Regions from separate parts of the Mus musculus genome. Here regions 2, 3, 4 and 5 are each linked to region 1. Evidence: chromatin contacts called from public HiChIP or PLAC-seq, Micro-C and promoter capture Hi-C data. All regions are on one chromosome and are shown on one strand. Each heading gives the region's core, a stretch centred on a gene start, on an enhancer-like site or on the middle of the called end of the contact. The rest is flanking DNA. Distances are from core to core; before and after follow the strand shown.

Region 1 (2,900 bases), core at 131-2,630:
CTGCTAAAGGAGAAAGCAGATGGACAGTTGGACTCCCTATTGCCAGAAGAACTTCACGTCCCTTCTTACAGGGATAGAGAAAAGGAGGGAAGGAGAAGTATCCCATCTTATCTGCTTGAGATCTGTTTCTCAGGAAATCTTCCTTCGTCTTGCAATGCATTTCATCAGGATCCTATGTCTTTCAACTATATTGCATGCAACAAAACTAAATAAACTGGGGGGGGGAGCCCTAAACTAAAGCTAAAACAAACAAACAAACAAAAAACCCAAATTTGAAAATCAAATTGTTAGGGTCTCCCATAGCTCGTGGTCCCACTCTACCAGGCACTTGATCTGCTAGGGAAAGAAAACCAGTGAAAGGAGGGAGAAGGTGGTGGAGAGGGGAAATGGAGTTAGAAGTCAAGAACCGTGCAGAGCAGGGGCTGGCACACAGTGATCCCTTGCTCACCCTTGGCCAGTGCAGGTGCGCACCTGTAAGGCACTGCATCTTCGCAGCAGCCTGAGCAACTGCGGGTTAAAGATCAAGGCTTTTAATGCTTGCCTTCTCCCTTTCCGATGCTGTACTAAGAACACCTTTCCCCGATGTGATCGCCGACTTGGAGGACTTCCAGCTCCTGCCCAGAAAGCACCAATGAAATGGGAAACTGTGCAGTTGGTAATACTTATCACAAGAGGGAAAAAAAAAAAATCAGGCAAGTAAATTGCTGAGCCCTTGCAAATGTGCCTGGCTATTTCCAAAAGATCAAACTTTCTTAAAGATGCAGCTTTGAGTGGCAAGAGCTCTGGAGCCAACCAGGCCCCGGGTCCAGCGTGGTACAGCAGTGTCACTGCTCTAAGAACCTTCGTAGGCTGCTTGGGTCCCTCCAAGTGAGGGGCTTTCTGCAGGGCGCTCCTGCTCCCATCATCCTCTTCAGAACCAGAAACCTGCCTGTATTCAGCAGAACCCTTCTTCAGAAAGTCCAGACTCTAGATGACACTCAATGTTGAGGCAATCAAGCAGCTCCTTTTAAATAGCCCAAGATCTACATTTAGACAAAAACAGATCCCAGTTCCCGGTAAAGGCGTTTCTGCTCATCCTGTCACTTGTGACAGGAACGGAGGGAAACAGACTGCGGGAGAGGGAGACAGGAGAGGCAGAGGAAGGACAAGAGAGGGGGAGACCAGACGCGGGTGGAGACGTGAGGGAGGGGCGGAGACTGAAGACTGGGCCTGGAGGGGACAGGGGAGGGGATGAGAGAGCGAGAGGCGGAGGGGCCTGACGAATATCCGCGCCCCAGAGCGGCGCTCCGTGGTTCTAATTAAAGCGGCGCTCGGAACCCGGGGGACCCGCCTGACGTCGGCGGCCGCGGGAATAAGAAGCGCCCGAGGACAGCGGGACTCGGAGCAGCAGGGTGAGCGCTGTCCCCGTAGGAGCTGCGCGTCCTGTGTCCCTGCGCTGGACAAGTGGGGCTGGAGCTCATCAAGTAGTGTCGGGACTGGGGGACCGAGGAGCGCGGCAGACGCGGGACCTCTGGTGATCAGGTGCCCGAGGACGACGCGGGATCCACGGCGTGGGCGCAGGTGCCCGAGGGCAGTGCGGGGCCCACCGCTGGCAGGTGCCCGGACCTCTCAAGTCCAGGGCTGCCCATCTGCTCCGCGGCTCCGGACCTCGGCAGCCCCCGGGGCGTCACCTGTGGCCTCGCATCTCAAAGAGGTGTCCAAAGACCCCGCGCGCCGTCCCCGCTGTGAAAGAAAGTTGTGCGGCGGGCTCAGGCTGCGCCTGGACTCCGCGTGCGGGAAACTTGGGCGCCGGCTGCTGGGGCGGCGGGTCCCAAGACCCGCGACACAGGCCACCAGGGCCATGCGCGTGTCCGGGCGCCCGATGCTCCTTGCGCTGCTGCTACTGCTGAGCACGGTGGGGGACCGGGGACGAGCGCAGTCCAGGGGGCCTGCAGACCGGCAAACGCTGCTGAGGTTGCTAGTTGAGCTGGTCCAGGAGCTGAAGAAATTCCACATAGGAGACTCCAAGAGGTTGCAGCTCCTTGGCGAGTCCGACTTTGCCCTGGGCCGCAGAGAGGCCACGGATTATGGGGCAGACCAAGAGGAGCAGAGAGTGGGTGAGTGTTCCTCGGTGTAGAACTGGTGGAGGGCTTAGAGTGGGTGAGAATCCAGCAGTGTAGACCATAATATGAAAGAGAGTAAGGGGCGGGGGGTTCTGGCAGCGTAGATTTTGAAAGGCAGAAAGTCTCAAGAGGTGAGTATCTGGCAGCGTAGACTGTGGGGTCAGAGTGTAGAAGAGGGAGCCGTAGCAGTGTGTATCTGAGGAACAGAGTGGAGGAGTGTCCCGCAGCAGTGTAGACCACAAAGTACAGAAAGTTAATAAAATTGAGCTGTGGCAAGAATGGACCAGTGGAAAGTGGATGAGGATCCGGGCAGTGTAGACTATGAGGAACAGAAAGTGAGTATCCCAACAGTGTAGATCTGAGGGGGAGAGAGTTGGTAATTGGTGGGTGTCCAACAGTGCCAACCTACAAGGTAGAGAGTGAATGAGGGCCAAGGCTTTGGACCACGAGGACTGGAAGGGGTGGGGTCCTGAACACGTAAACAGAATTGATGAGACTGAGTCTTGACATATGGACCTGAGAAACCAAGGATGTTTGATTGCCCAGCAATATGACCTGAAGAGTGAGTGGGGTCCTGTCACTGTGGGCCCCAAAAGAGTTCTAGCCACACTGTGTACTGAGGAGCAAAAGTGGGTCTTGACAATATGGATGGAAGGGCTAACTTCCGTGTCTGAAAGACATATTAATATTTTTAAGAACTGCTTCTCAGAAACACAGGTTTAAAGATAAATCAACTTTAAATTTTAACAGGGTTTGTGTGTGTGTGTGTGTGTGTGTGTGTGTGTGTGTGTGTGAGAG
Region 2 (2,900 bases), core at 234-2,733, 250 kb before region 1:
GCAGTTATTATTCTTCAGATATTTTCTTTTGCCAGACTTGGCAACTTGACTTTAATTCATAAAATTAATTCAGCCTCATGAAATTACAAAGATGGACTGGACCAGGAAATTGTTGCCACTTGCACAGCCTATGACAAACTGTTCTTTCTTGATACTGTAGGAAGGCAAGGTAGTCTACAGGACCAAGAAAGCCACTTTTCTGCCCCTCTCAACACCTTACAGGCTAAGGATACAGGGAACAACAAAAATTATCAACATGGTCTCCAGCATATTTTTGCTTTGCCAGCTGGGTTTGTGTGAATAATGTGGCCAGCTGCGTGTGAACAATGTATGCAAACAATGTACAAATGAACAAGGCAGTGTGGGGACAGAGTGGGAAGCTCCATTCAGTAGCTCTGCATCAGCAGATGTGGCGATGAAGAGAAGGACAGAAATACAGCGGGTGTTGTTGGGAGCACGTGCTTGATGAGGATGGCAGCCAGACTGGGTAAAATGCACCAGGGGCACTTGCCTAAGTCTTGGGATGCCATCGAAGAGCACCGTGTCTGGGCAGTAGAGGAGAAGTTACTGTGGCATTTTCTTTCTGCTCAAAGCAGATGTTAGAAGCCCAGCCCAGAGCAAGAGTAAGGAAAAACCCCTTAGCCACTCGGAGATCTGCTTTACATCTCTCAACTTATACTACTTTTGCCTCTGTGTCTGTCTGTCTGTCTGTCCAAATGTCTGTGTGTCTGTATTTGTGTTTACACGTATATAAAACATTTCACACTCACACAACAACTCATAACTAAACAGTGGTTCTTTTAAAAGTAGTGAGACAACATTTTTTATTAGGTATTTTCCTCGTTTACATTTTCAATGCTATCCCAAAGGTCCCCCATACCCACCCCCCAATCCCCTACCCACCCACTCCCCCATTTTGGCCCTGGCGTTCCCCTGTACTGGGGCATATACAGTTTGCAAGTCCAATGGGCCTCTCTTTGCAGTGATGGGTGAGACAACATTTTACTGATTGATCTTGCTACATTTGGACTCACTGAAATTGAGAAATCCCTATTTTCCCAGTGTCAAATGGAAACTCTCACTTACTGACTTAAGTATTCATCAATTATGTTTTGTTTTTTTGTTTTTGAGACAGGGTCTCCTGTAGCCCTGAATAGCCTCAAACTTGCTATGTATCAAAGATTGACATCAAACCCATGATTGTTCTATTTCCACCTCTCCCTTCTAAGAGCTACATGACAGGCAGGCATTGCCATTCCTGTGGTCATATGGTCTTCATTTACAGGAGGCAAGGGCTCTACCAAATCATCTGCATTACACTATACTCAGAAAGCCTGGTAAAAGAGTCACTTAAACCCCTGGTGTTTTAGAAACACTTTCTTAAAAGGTTAGTATGCTTGGGGTCCTGTCCCCACCCCCAGGGACTTAACTCTGGCCTCTTCCCTCCCTCTTTCCAGTGATTTTCTGTTTCTATTAAATCTAAGAGTATCTTATTATGGAAACCAAAACACAGTTGACTAAAGAAAGAATACTGCGCCTGCCTTGCTAGAATTGTCCATTATAAAATCAAACTGGCTCTGGGTGTTCTGTTTGTATGGTTTTTTGTTTGGTTTGTTTGTGTGTATTCTTTCCATTATTATTGCTGTAGAACAGTAGATTGAATCCAGTTCCTCACAAATGCTAGGCAAGCACTCCATCACTGAGCCATATTCTCAGACCTCTTTTTACTTTGAATTTTGCCATTGGGTCTTGATGTCCTTAGGATGATGTCATAAAAAAATTGAAAGAATATATTCATTTTTCCCCATTGATTTAAGGAGTAAAAAGACAGGAAAGGTAAGGTCTTAGTACTCAGCTAGATTTTATTGAAAATGAAAGTACACACATACACACACACAACACACACACACACAGGGGCAGGGGAGAGAGAGAGTGAGAGGGAGGGAGGAAGGGAGGCAGGGAGGCAGGGAAACAGACAGACAGAAAGAACACTAAGAGAGAAACTCTGTAAAGTGGGAAGGGGACCCAGAGCTGGAGGATGTTAAGAGAGTTGTTTGAGAATGGGATAAGTTCCCTTTCTCTTCTGGTATTGGTTGGCTTGGGCCATGAAAGGGGATTAGACAATATAGACAAAGACAGAGAAAGTGATTGGCTGTTGCCACAGAGGCCTTTCAGTGAGATTTGAATACTTTTTTCTGGATGGGGAAGGCTAAGTGAAACCCATAGTGGAGGGAATCCACCACATCATTGTCATAGAGAAGAAGAAACAGGAAGCTCTCCTTTTAAAATAGTTAAGTGAAAATTATATTAGTTTACTTACAATCCATTTTTCTGGTCTGTCTGCCTACCAGGGATTGGACTCTAGGTCTCTCAGACTCACTAATTTACACATGTTGATCTTGGGCTTACTCTATAACCCAGGCAGAGTTTGAGCTTGAAAATTGTCTGCCTTAGCCTCCCTGAACTACCAAGTTGGACTATTCCTAGCCTTCTGAACAGAGGGATGTAGTCCTGGTATCAAATTGTTAGGTACAACAATGCATGTCAAAATTCACAGGATAATGCCATGCCCACTCTACTTCTCTGCTACTGAGTCAGTCCCAGGCTGTTCTCATCACAGGCAACACAAGGTTTCAGAACTCCAGGCAGGGGCATAAAGAAAACACCCAGGCTTCTGTCTAGAGTATATATGGTACTTGTACAGAGGTTGGTGTCATATCTCTGCTTCAGCACAAAGGAGGTAAGACTGGGAAATGGTTACCCATAAAACTATGTAGCTGAGACTTTCTAAGTTCCAGAACCACAAGATTTTCATGTACAACCACGACTGGCCCAGCTCCAAGCCATACTACAATAAAATGTCAGGAAAGGCTTCTATCCCATTTGTCTGAGGGCTATGA
Region 3 (2,900 bases), core at 267-2,766, 210 kb before region 1:
ATCAACTTACAGAACCTTTGCAGCAACTTTTGAAATAAAAAATCAGCATAAATTCTCCTGCTTTATTCTTTTTCAACATCAATTTGGATTCTGAGTCATTTCCATTTCCATATAGATTTTAAAATCAATTTGTCAAATTCTTTAAAAAAAATAAAAGCCCGTTAGAATTTTGAGACTTTATTAAATTTTCCAATTACCCTAGAGAATATCACATCATCAACATTATTAAATTTCCCAAGCCATGAGTGTTAGGGATCCTTTTATATATTTGTATTCCCTGTAATTTTCCTCAACAATGTTCAGTATCTGTTTATTACTTAAATCTTGTAGTTGTAAAATTAAGTGTTTCATTAATTTTGTACTATCTTTATAGAGTTCTTAAAATTTCCACTTTGTTAATTTATTTCTTGTTATTACCATATTTGTATATTGGTATATGAAGATTGTGTCATGAAATCTAATTTTTAATTTATCATAGTTTATTTTTAGAATTTTATTTTTTTAAGATCAGATTATTTGCAAATAAACATATCTCCCTCTGGTTTTTGTTTGTTTGTTTCTTTTTGACCTGTATTACTATTTTATCAGGAAACAGTATTAAATGCTGTCAATTGTTTTTAATCTTTGATGATGTGTCATATGATTTGTTTGTTTGTTTGTTTGTTCCATGTTTTTAATCATATGCTGTGTTTTTCTGAGTTTAGTATGTCAAGGCAACTTTTCAGTCTTGGGATAAAGCGCACTTCCACTTGGTGTGGACTTTCTCTTGTATGCTGCTGCATTTGATCTGTAACCACTGAGGAGGGCTGCTAATTTTCATGAAGGAGATTGTCTATAATTTTTAACTACTTCTAGTGCCATTCCCTGGTTTGGAGAGCAGAGCAATATTGGCTTTAGACAACTTTGGAAATGTTTCTAAACGTGATACTTCTTTGGAAATTTGGGGGAAATTTTGTTTTTAATTATTCTCAAATGCCCAGTAGAATTCATCAGCCAAACCCAAACCAGGAGAAATGTTCAGATACTAACTCAGATCTTTATTTTTACTAATTCTGTTTAATTGTTTAAGTCTGTATCTTTATTCTGTCTTTTTAGAAATATGCCCACTTAATTCCGTTTATCTAATTTGCAGGCAGATAGAAGTTTGTAGTAAACTCCTCAGCCTTCTCCCAGTCCCTCTGATCTTTCATGATCTTCCTTTCTTTCTTAATTTTATATAAGATTCTAGTTTTTTCTTGTTTTATCAAGCAGGTTTGTCAATTTTGATTTCTTAAGAAAAGAATGCCTCTCTTATTACTGAATTAATCCCCAAAGTAAATCTTTATCATTCCTTTTTTAAAAAGTGATTTCTCAATATTGAATTTGCTTGATACCAGCTCCAATTTCAGACAGTGGAACTTGAAGTTATTATCTGAAAATAAGACATTTTAAGGCCAGAGAGAGTCCTCCCTGGACCGCCCAGCCTCCAACTGGCCCATGCCTCAGGCCTTCAGCCACCATCCTGAGAGGTACAAGTTTCTGTTGTTCATCAGCCAGCCAGTGTGTGGAATGTTTTCTGTAGCAGCTGGAGCTGATTAAGGAAGGGTCTGGAGTCTCTGACTATTTATTCTCTTCTTTATTCATTATTCTCCCTTTCTCTTCCTGGTCCTCACCACAGTGATGTGTCCTCAAGTGGATATTCTTTCTTCTACCAACTGAAGCGTGTAGTCAAGTCTCCTTAGTGAAAATTTTAGCTTAGCTCTTCAACTTTTCAATTGCAGAATCACATTTCTTATCACTGATTTTCATAGTATTACATTTGGGGAACCATTGATCTCCCCCGCACATTTACTGCAGAATTCTCTAGACAGGATGGTCTTGAGGTCCCTTCCAGCCTACTTTACTTAGGTCATCATCTTGTGAGTACACAGCTGGCCGTTCTCAGGCTAGTCTCTTCTTGGCAGTTTGTCTTCCTATGTTAGGACGATGCATACTTCAAAATATGTGTCAACTTGGGAATCATGCACTCTAGTCCTAAGGTTGCTCTTATAATCAGCTTTTTGAGTTACAGCTCGTTTGCCAGTTACTTTTTTAGTCTGATTCTACAAAGTTTGCATGCCTGGGTGTGACACCAAAGTCATACTGTGTTACATAAGCTGTCAGCCAATAACTGGGCAGAGAATCTGTTATATTCTTTATTAATAAGACAAGTGGCCAATGAGCCACTATGTATAATGAAACATACCTTTGAGCTTTGCCTATTGCAACCATCCCTAGGCCTTTCTTCCTCCTCTGTGGTTCTAGACAGTAACTAAAATTGAGAGACAGATCTTATTAGATCTCATTTCTGAAGTGAAAATTGACCAACGCATTCACGCAGCCCTCTGTATCCCAGGAAATAGGAAATGCTTTTTTCAGAATCTTGTAGGCATCTTGTGCCCAAGTCTCTCTATCAAAACCTTTGGATGCATTATCATCTTCACAGGTTAAGACAGTTGTAAACAATGTCTACCAATTATTCTAATAAATCCCCCAGAAATGAGGCAGAAAAATTCCACATATATTTAAGGTTATTTGGAAATTTGTTTATAGACTTTGCCATGAATTTAAACAACATCAAATTTAGCTATCATTTTTTTCTAATGTATCTTGATTTTGAACTGTGGAAGAAAATTGTTTTCTTATTCTACATTAAAGGGTAATAAGCTTATATTTCTGTCTAGTACACATATGGTTTAAATTTTAAGAAGTTTTTTTCCTGATATACTTGTAGTTTGTTTTGCACAATGATGGGGGATGAAAGGTACATATCATTCCGTGACTGGATGACTAGTAGTTATCATATATTATAATATTATGAAACTGTTTATGAAGGAGTCCTTCCCCACTTCCAAGATGTAAGATATTATCTCTATCATATG
Region 4 (2,900 bases), core at 236-2,735, 180 kb before region 1:
CTTATAGAACTCAGGGCTATTAGCCCAGGAATGGCACCACCCACAATGGACTAGGCCCTTGATCACTAATTGAGAAAATGCATTACAACTGGATCTCATGGAAGCATTTCCTCCAGGGAAGCTCCTTTCTCTGTGATATCTCCAGCTTTTGTCAAGTTGACACACAAACCCAGCCAGCACATGACCCCAGTAAAACTGTCCTTTAAACATAAAAAGGTAAGAAAGGTTTTCTGAAATGGAAATAGATGGATTTGGTGTCTAGAGATATTTCCAGTGTTGAGTGCTTCAGAGAGAAATAGAACAATATATGTCTGAATCTCATATTATGTGAAGTAAGTCTCTTAAAGGGGGGAATTCGTGAATGGGAATTTTATGCAGTGGAACTATTCTGCCTGATACTGGATGGTGGATATATGGTATTGTGCATCCATCAAGACTCAAATGGTTGTGATCTCTGTAATACAAACTATGCACTTTGGATAGTAATAGTGTCCATTTTGAGCCATTACATGCTATAATTACATGTAGCCCATTAGAGTGAAGACTGTAAACTGTGAGGCCAGAGGACTGTATGAGAGCACTGTGCTGTCTGCTTGATTCCCTGCAAATCTAGGGCTGCTCACCAGGAGGTGGTGGTGCACATCTTCAGTTCCCACACTTGGGAAGCAGAAGCAGGAGGATCTTTGTGACTCTGAGGCCAGTCTGCTCTACAGAGCAAATTCTATGAGAGCTAAGGTTACACAGAGATCCTGTCCTGAAAACCAAGGTGTGTGTGTGTGTGTGTGTGTGTGTGTGTGTGTGTGTGTGTGTGTCTGCTCTAAAAGTAAAACCTATAACTCTTTAAAAATACATATATGATACATAAGGGCTTTAATATATTTTATTTATGTATTATTCCCAAGGATAATTTATATCAGATGATCTTTGTTCTAGGAACTCCAGGATATTATAAATATTCCTGTGTCTCAGAGAGAAATCCCTGACTTTTGTGCTCCATAGTTCTGGCATGCCAGTGCCCACATGTCTACAATACATGTATATGTGCGTCAAAGGTTCAGGACCTTGAGAGAGTAAATTATGTAATATGTCAGAGATATCTTGCTGCAGAAAAAAATGATGGGGCAATTTTCAAAAAAATATTGTAATATCCACGTGGAAGCACTTCATCTTCGTTGAATTACATTTAAATATCTCTTCTATTCGGGGAGTGGCCAAGGGGGTCTGGTGGAACATTTGGTGATTATTAGGCTTTGGGAGCTAAATTATAAATCTGGCTTCATCACTGGTGGGAATGACAGATGGGCTTAGATACATATGTCCTTGCTACCCACATTGAACTGCTACAGACTTAGCAAAAATCATAAACTTCAAAAATTGCTTTTAGCATAATAAAGCCTGATTACATATGCAGAAGGACTCAGGCTGCTTCATCTACCCCAGGAATATGAAGGATAAATAATGTCCTCACAGAAAGAGAGATCTGGGGTGATACTTTTCAGATTGTGGAGCGGAAGCCCTGAGGAAAACTGCAGAACTTGGAGCTCAAGTCTCTGTAGCTCTCCTCCTATTCTTGCAAACGGCTCCCTGGCCTTTCAGGAATGTTCCCTGGGAAGTCCTGTCCCAAAGCAGAGACACAGAATATCATCTCAGGGATTTTACCCATGGACCATACCTCAGGCTCAAGATCAGTTTCAGAGCTGGGTGGAAGTTGGCACAGTGGCTTTTGACCCCAGTCTCTCCCTTGTTGCCATGGCAACAAGCTCCATGACTGAAACTCATGTGTCTGTCTCCTACATCTGCTTCCTTCTCGTCTCTTGAAAACATTTGGAAAACATTACTATGGTGCCTGACATGTATGTGGAAACTCTGCACCCCTGGAAGCACGCAGATCCATCTGCTCCCTAAATGTATAGGTTAAGTGCAATTATCTACAAACTCTCTGCCTTTTAGCAGCTGTAGAGAAAAGGACTGAAAATGATTGAGTAAATCACCTTCTTTTGCTAATAAGAAAAACATAAAGATGCTTCACATGTTTGTTTTCTCGATAATACAAAGGATTATTTCACTGTGATTTTAGTCTCAGACTCCTACAAAAGCCTACATTTAATCTTTTATCTGCTGTGCTTGTAGATTGAACCTCATTACACACACACATTTAATAAACATCAACTTCTAATATAGCAGCTTATCCCTAGAGCTCTTATTCCTCACTATTGCTGACCATGATCACAACCCCACTAAATAAGACCCTTATTGCCACTGTGTCCTGTGAACACAAGCTGGTGACAAATTGTGAAGGCAAACGAGCTGACTACAAGAAGTCACTGGTGTTTGAGGTATCAACATATGTTCTACCTGCTGCTTGGTGCCCTGGGAAGCCAGTGGAACTCACTCTGAGCAGACCGTGGGAACCCTTGTTTTCATGAACCCAAGCCACCCTCAGTACTGAGCACATGTAGGCCACCTGCTTCTTCTGATGTTCATTACAGATTGGGCCAATGGTTCTTTAATGTTGCAGTGTGGTATGGCTCTGCAAGCAGCCCCAGGACGAGTCCTGGAGCAGCTCTTTCAGGTGATGGATTGATATCACCATCCCATCACATATTAGGCTCAGGTCATCTCAGCTGCTCCAGAGGAATGGAAAGTTGGAGCATCGTGGAGAGAGTCAAGACCTTGAAACTGCATCCTGATTCTCATCACACTGGAAGCTTTCTAGTTTTTCTACAGAGCACTGAATGGAATGTGAGTGAGTGGTTGTTCCTTAGAGCAAAGTGGATGCAGAACAGCCATTTTAGCACTTTGGATTTTATTATTATCATTATTTCAGCTCTATGCCATTTAGCTTATAAATATGAAAACAGAAAAATAAGAGCGGTGTACACTGCCAGAAGATGCAATTA
Region 5 (2,900 bases), core at 241-2,740, 190 kb after region 1:
ATAAGAAGGGCATAGGTGCTTACAGTCCCTTCATAGCTGCCTTTGCCAGGAGTCACAACAAGGATTCCCTCAAGTGGGAGGGCTGCTTCCTCTGACATAGATGCCAGACGTGGTGTGTAGGCCTTCTTGACTCCATGGGAGAAAGTAACCCATTCTAGGTACTCATTCTCTGGGTCTTCTGTCTTATATTCTCTTTATTTCTCTCTGACCCTCATAAGTTATTGAGTACCGACCCAATTTCCAACAAGGAAAAAAAAAAGGTATCTCATTTCCTCATTTCCAACCAGACTATGTGGACAGTCTGACTTTCTGACTTTCGGCTGACTTGGGTCCCCACGTGGTTCTCCCGTGGCTCACTAAACACACTTGCTATGCGCCTCTCTTTTTAGGAAGGCTTCTCTACCCCTCCTGTGGTACAATGGCACTCAAAGCTCTTTTCCAGAAAGAATTGGACTAAACCCTGCAACTGTATGTCCAGAGCATTTAACTGCAGCTTGGACTGGTCAGCACGACCCAAGACCCAAGACCGCCCCCACAAAGGAGATAACGTGAGCATTTCACTTGTCTGGCAGATACTTTCAGTCTTCTGTCCAACTCTATGATCGATGGAATTTTGGAAATATCTTCTTAAGCTTTCTACAATCTTGGGCTGATTTCCCTTGTTGGCAAGCCCTAGGTTTTCTAATCACCAGGGTTGATTCTTACAGGTGTTAGGGTTTTTCTTAATAATAATAACAACAACAATATGGTAATGAGACTTGTGGCACCAGCCAATGACTTGTGGATTTAAGTCGGGTCTCAGGTGGTTCTTGGGTTCTGTCAGCCCACACTAATCTTGACATGGTAAATGTTTTCTTTCGTACCCTATTTCCTCCAAATCGTACAAAAAAAACTACAGAAATAAAACGGAAAATTTCCAAATGTAATGAGGTCACTTTAAGAATTAAAAGGACATATTGTTTGTGTGTATGTGTAAAGGTGGATGCGGGGGGGCTGGGCGGAGCGCTTCTTTCTGACCCTTATCTCTGGACTCTTGAGCCCCCAGTAAAGAAAGACCTCAAAGACTCTGAAAGCTAGAAGGAAGCCTGAGATGCCTGGCGCTGAGCAAGCAGGCTTGGTCCCTCGCAGCCTCACCTTGTGAAACTTCCCCACCTTCCAGAAGAGGGAGTGTGGGGTCGGGGGACGGTAAGACAGAGGAGAAGATTTGCGAGTATTGGCTGGAGACAAGGGATGTTTGGATGTAGTAAGTAGGAAACAAGAGATAGGGCACCTGACAGGAGGCTGGGGGTGGGGTTGTGGGTTCGTGCCCGGGAAACCAAAAGGTAAGGGGCGGGGACAGCAGGTGTAGGAGGTTCAAGTCCTGGGTGGGAGGAGCCAGCTGGCGCCGGAATGATTCACCTTTCCCAGCCACTCTGGCTCGCCCCAACTCCGGATCTGGGCGGAGGGGCCGTAGGGCGTGTTTCCCCACCCCTTGCGGACTTCGGAACGGACTCGGGCAGGGTGGCGCCGGAACTTAAGTAGTCTCTACTGGACACCAGCCTGGTGGGTTCGAGTCCTGCAAGAATGCGCGCCCTGCCGACCCTGGACTCGCTTGCTAGAATGCGGCCACCTCTCGGGGACCCCAGGGCAGCGGAGGACACTCTCACCCCGCGGCCAGCGAACAAGAGCGCTGTGGAGAGACTGGCAGCGGACCGCGCCAAGTATGTTCGCAGCACGCTGGGATCTAGCCGGGGTCCTGTATCTGAACACAGGGTCCCTGAGGCCCCAGGGGTGCAGCACCGCAACCCGATCCCTTCGGCTCTTGCCCCAGCTCCTGTAGCACGCAGGGCTATCGCTCGAAAGCCTCTGAGACCTGATTCGTTGGTCATCTATCGGCAGAAATGTGAATTCGTACGAGGGTCAGATGCAGACTGTTCCAGAGTGGGACTGATGAAGAAGTTTTTCCAGGGGTCTGGCAAGGACAAAATGGCAGTGGCCCCTGAGACGACCAGGGTGGCGGATGAGGATAAGACGACGAAGGAAACAGAGGCCACTTGGACTAAGTCGAGCCAGGCAGCAGCCGCCAGACCAGCCTCTATGTTACCACCTCCAACCCCTGTTGTAGCCGTGAAGTCCCCAGCTGAGAAGACCAGGGTGGCGAATGAAGATAAGACGACGAAGGAAACAGAGGCCACTTGGACTAAGTCGAGCCAGGCAGCAGCCGCCAGACCAGCCTCTATGTTACCACCTCCAACCCCTGTTGTAGCCGTGAAGTCCCCAGCTGAGAAGACCAGGGTGGCGAATGAAGATAAGACGACGAAGGAAACAGAGGCCACTTGGACTAAGTCGAGCCAGGCAGCAGCCACCAGACCAGCCTCTATGTTACCACCTCCAACCCCTGTAGTAGCTGTGAAGTCCCCAGCCTTGCCTTTTGAAGTGGCTCCCAGGGTTCCTGTCGGATGCTCCGGTGTGCAGCTGCGGGTGTCGCGTAGCAAAGGATTGCAGCGCTCTCAGTCAGATCTCAGCTCCCGCTACTCGATAGCCAAGGCTGAGTCCGACACCTTCTTCAAGTATTGTGGCCTGGACCCTGACGTAGTGGAGGCTCTCGGGAGGGAGAACTTTTCTGCTGGATCCGACTGTGTTACACTCAAAGTGCGTAGCGTGAGCATGGCTGCTTCTGATAGTAGCTTTTCCAGGCACAGCGAGGACGGGTTGCAAGAAGAGGAACTCCTGGAGCAGGTGCCTAGCACCACCTCGGTAGTAGAAAGGAACGCCCGTATCATAAAGTGGCTGTTTACCTGCAAGAAGGCCAAAGAAACCCCCAGCCAGAAATTACAGGGACCTGCCTGATTGACATCTGATCCAGGTGAGTGCCAGGAAGCTGGAAGGTGGGGTTTGTGTTTATGCGTGCTGCTGGCTAA

What was found. Promoter capture Hi-C pulls out the DNA fragments that hold promoters and counts their contacts. Hi-C and Micro-C count contacts between places; a contact is called where the count stands out from the background. HiChIP or PLAC-seq counts read pairs in DNA pulled down with a chosen protein or histone mark.
Region 2: an H3K27ac HiChIP or PLAC-seq map of SST interneurons shows a contact between it and region 1, with 9 times the contacts expected there. The contact joins the enhancer-like site here to the promoter of Alkal2 in region 1. A contact is called at or near these places in 3 of 39 promoter capture datasets (the HPC-7 cell line, cranial neural crest and second pharyngeal arch cranial neural crest), 1 of 484 Hi-C or Micro-C datasets (cortical neurons), 9 of 115 datasets of contacts at active chromatin or transcription factors (SST interneurons, craniofacial prominence, embryonic hindbrain and 5 more) and 3 of 9 other capture datasets (adipose tissue, embryonic stem cells and pancreatic islet).
Region 3: an H3K27ac HiChIP or PLAC-seq map of SST interneurons shows a contact between it and region 1, with 6 times the contacts expected there. The contact joins the enhancer-like site here to the promoter of Alkal2 in region 1. A contact is called at or near these places in 5 of 39 promoter capture datasets (the 3T3-L1 cell line, 3T3-L1-derived adipocytes, cranial neural crest and 2 more), 2 of 115 datasets of contacts at active chromatin or transcription factors (SST interneurons and stem cell-derived neural progenitor cells) and 1 of 9 other capture datasets (liver).
Region 4: a promoter capture Hi-C map of hippocampal neurons shows a contact between it and region 1, with 2.8 times the contacts expected there. The contact joins the enhancer-like site here to the promoter of Alkal2 in region 1. A contact is called at or near these places in 12 of 39 promoter capture datasets (the 3T3-L1 cell line, 3T3-L1-derived adipocytes, cranial neural crest and 7 more), 20 of 484 Hi-C or Micro-C datasets (the HPC-7 cell line, adipose-derived mesenchymal stem cells, cardiomyocytes and 11 more) and 4 of 115 datasets of contacts at active chromatin or transcription factors (PVALB interneurons, SST interneurons, forebrain and 1 more).
Region 5: a Micro-C map of embryonic stem cells shows a contact between it and region 1, with 2.4 times the contacts expected there. The contact joins the promoter of Fam110c here to the promoter of Alkal2 in region 1. A contact is called at or near these places in 1 of 39 promoter capture datasets (liver) and 2 of 484 Hi-C or Micro-C datasets (both in embryonic stem cells).

The regions. Positions count from the first base shown.
Region 1 is chr12:30,882,944-30,885,843 of GRCm38.p6, forward strand. It overlaps Alkal2 (ALK and LTK ligand 2), which reads left to right and starts at 1,381. Exons shown (of 5, transcript NM_001159743.2): 1 at 1,381-2,096. The coding sequence starts at 1,841.
Region 2 is chr12:30,632,613-30,635,512 of GRCm38.p6, forward strand. No RefSeq gene overlaps it. Among named protein-coding and RNA genes, the nearest start is that of Tmem18, 50 kb to the left of the region's middle. Within about 2 kb of position 1,484, at least 8 of the 459 cell types and tissues checked have an H3K27ac peak or open chromatin away from gene starts, as enhancers often do. A contact at or near this core is called in SST interneurons, where this site is marked.
Region 3 is chr12:30,677,500-30,680,399 of GRCm38.p6, forward strand. No RefSeq gene overlaps it. Among named protein-coding and RNA genes, the nearest start is that of Tmem18, 95 kb to the left of the region's middle. Within about 2 kb of position 1,517, at least 2 of the 459 cell types and tissues checked have an H3K27ac peak or open chromatin away from gene starts, as enhancers often do.
Region 4 is chr12:30,702,631-30,705,530 of GRCm38.p6, forward strand. No RefSeq gene overlaps it. Among named protein-coding and RNA genes, the nearest start is that of Tmem18, 120 kb to the left of the region's middle. Within about 2 kb of position 1,486, at least 6 of the 459 cell types and tissues checked have an H3K27ac peak or open chromatin away from gene starts, as enhancers often do. A contact at or near this core is called in PVALB interneurons, hippocampal neurons, second pharyngeal arch cranial neural crest and 1 more, where this site is marked.
Region 5 is chr12:31,072,478-31,075,377 of GRCm38.p6, forward strand. It overlaps Fam110c (family with sequence similarity 110, member C), which reads left to right and starts at 1,491. Exons shown (of 2, transcript NM_027828.2): 1 at 1,491-2,845. The coding sequence starts at 1,564. The coding sequence ends at 2,829.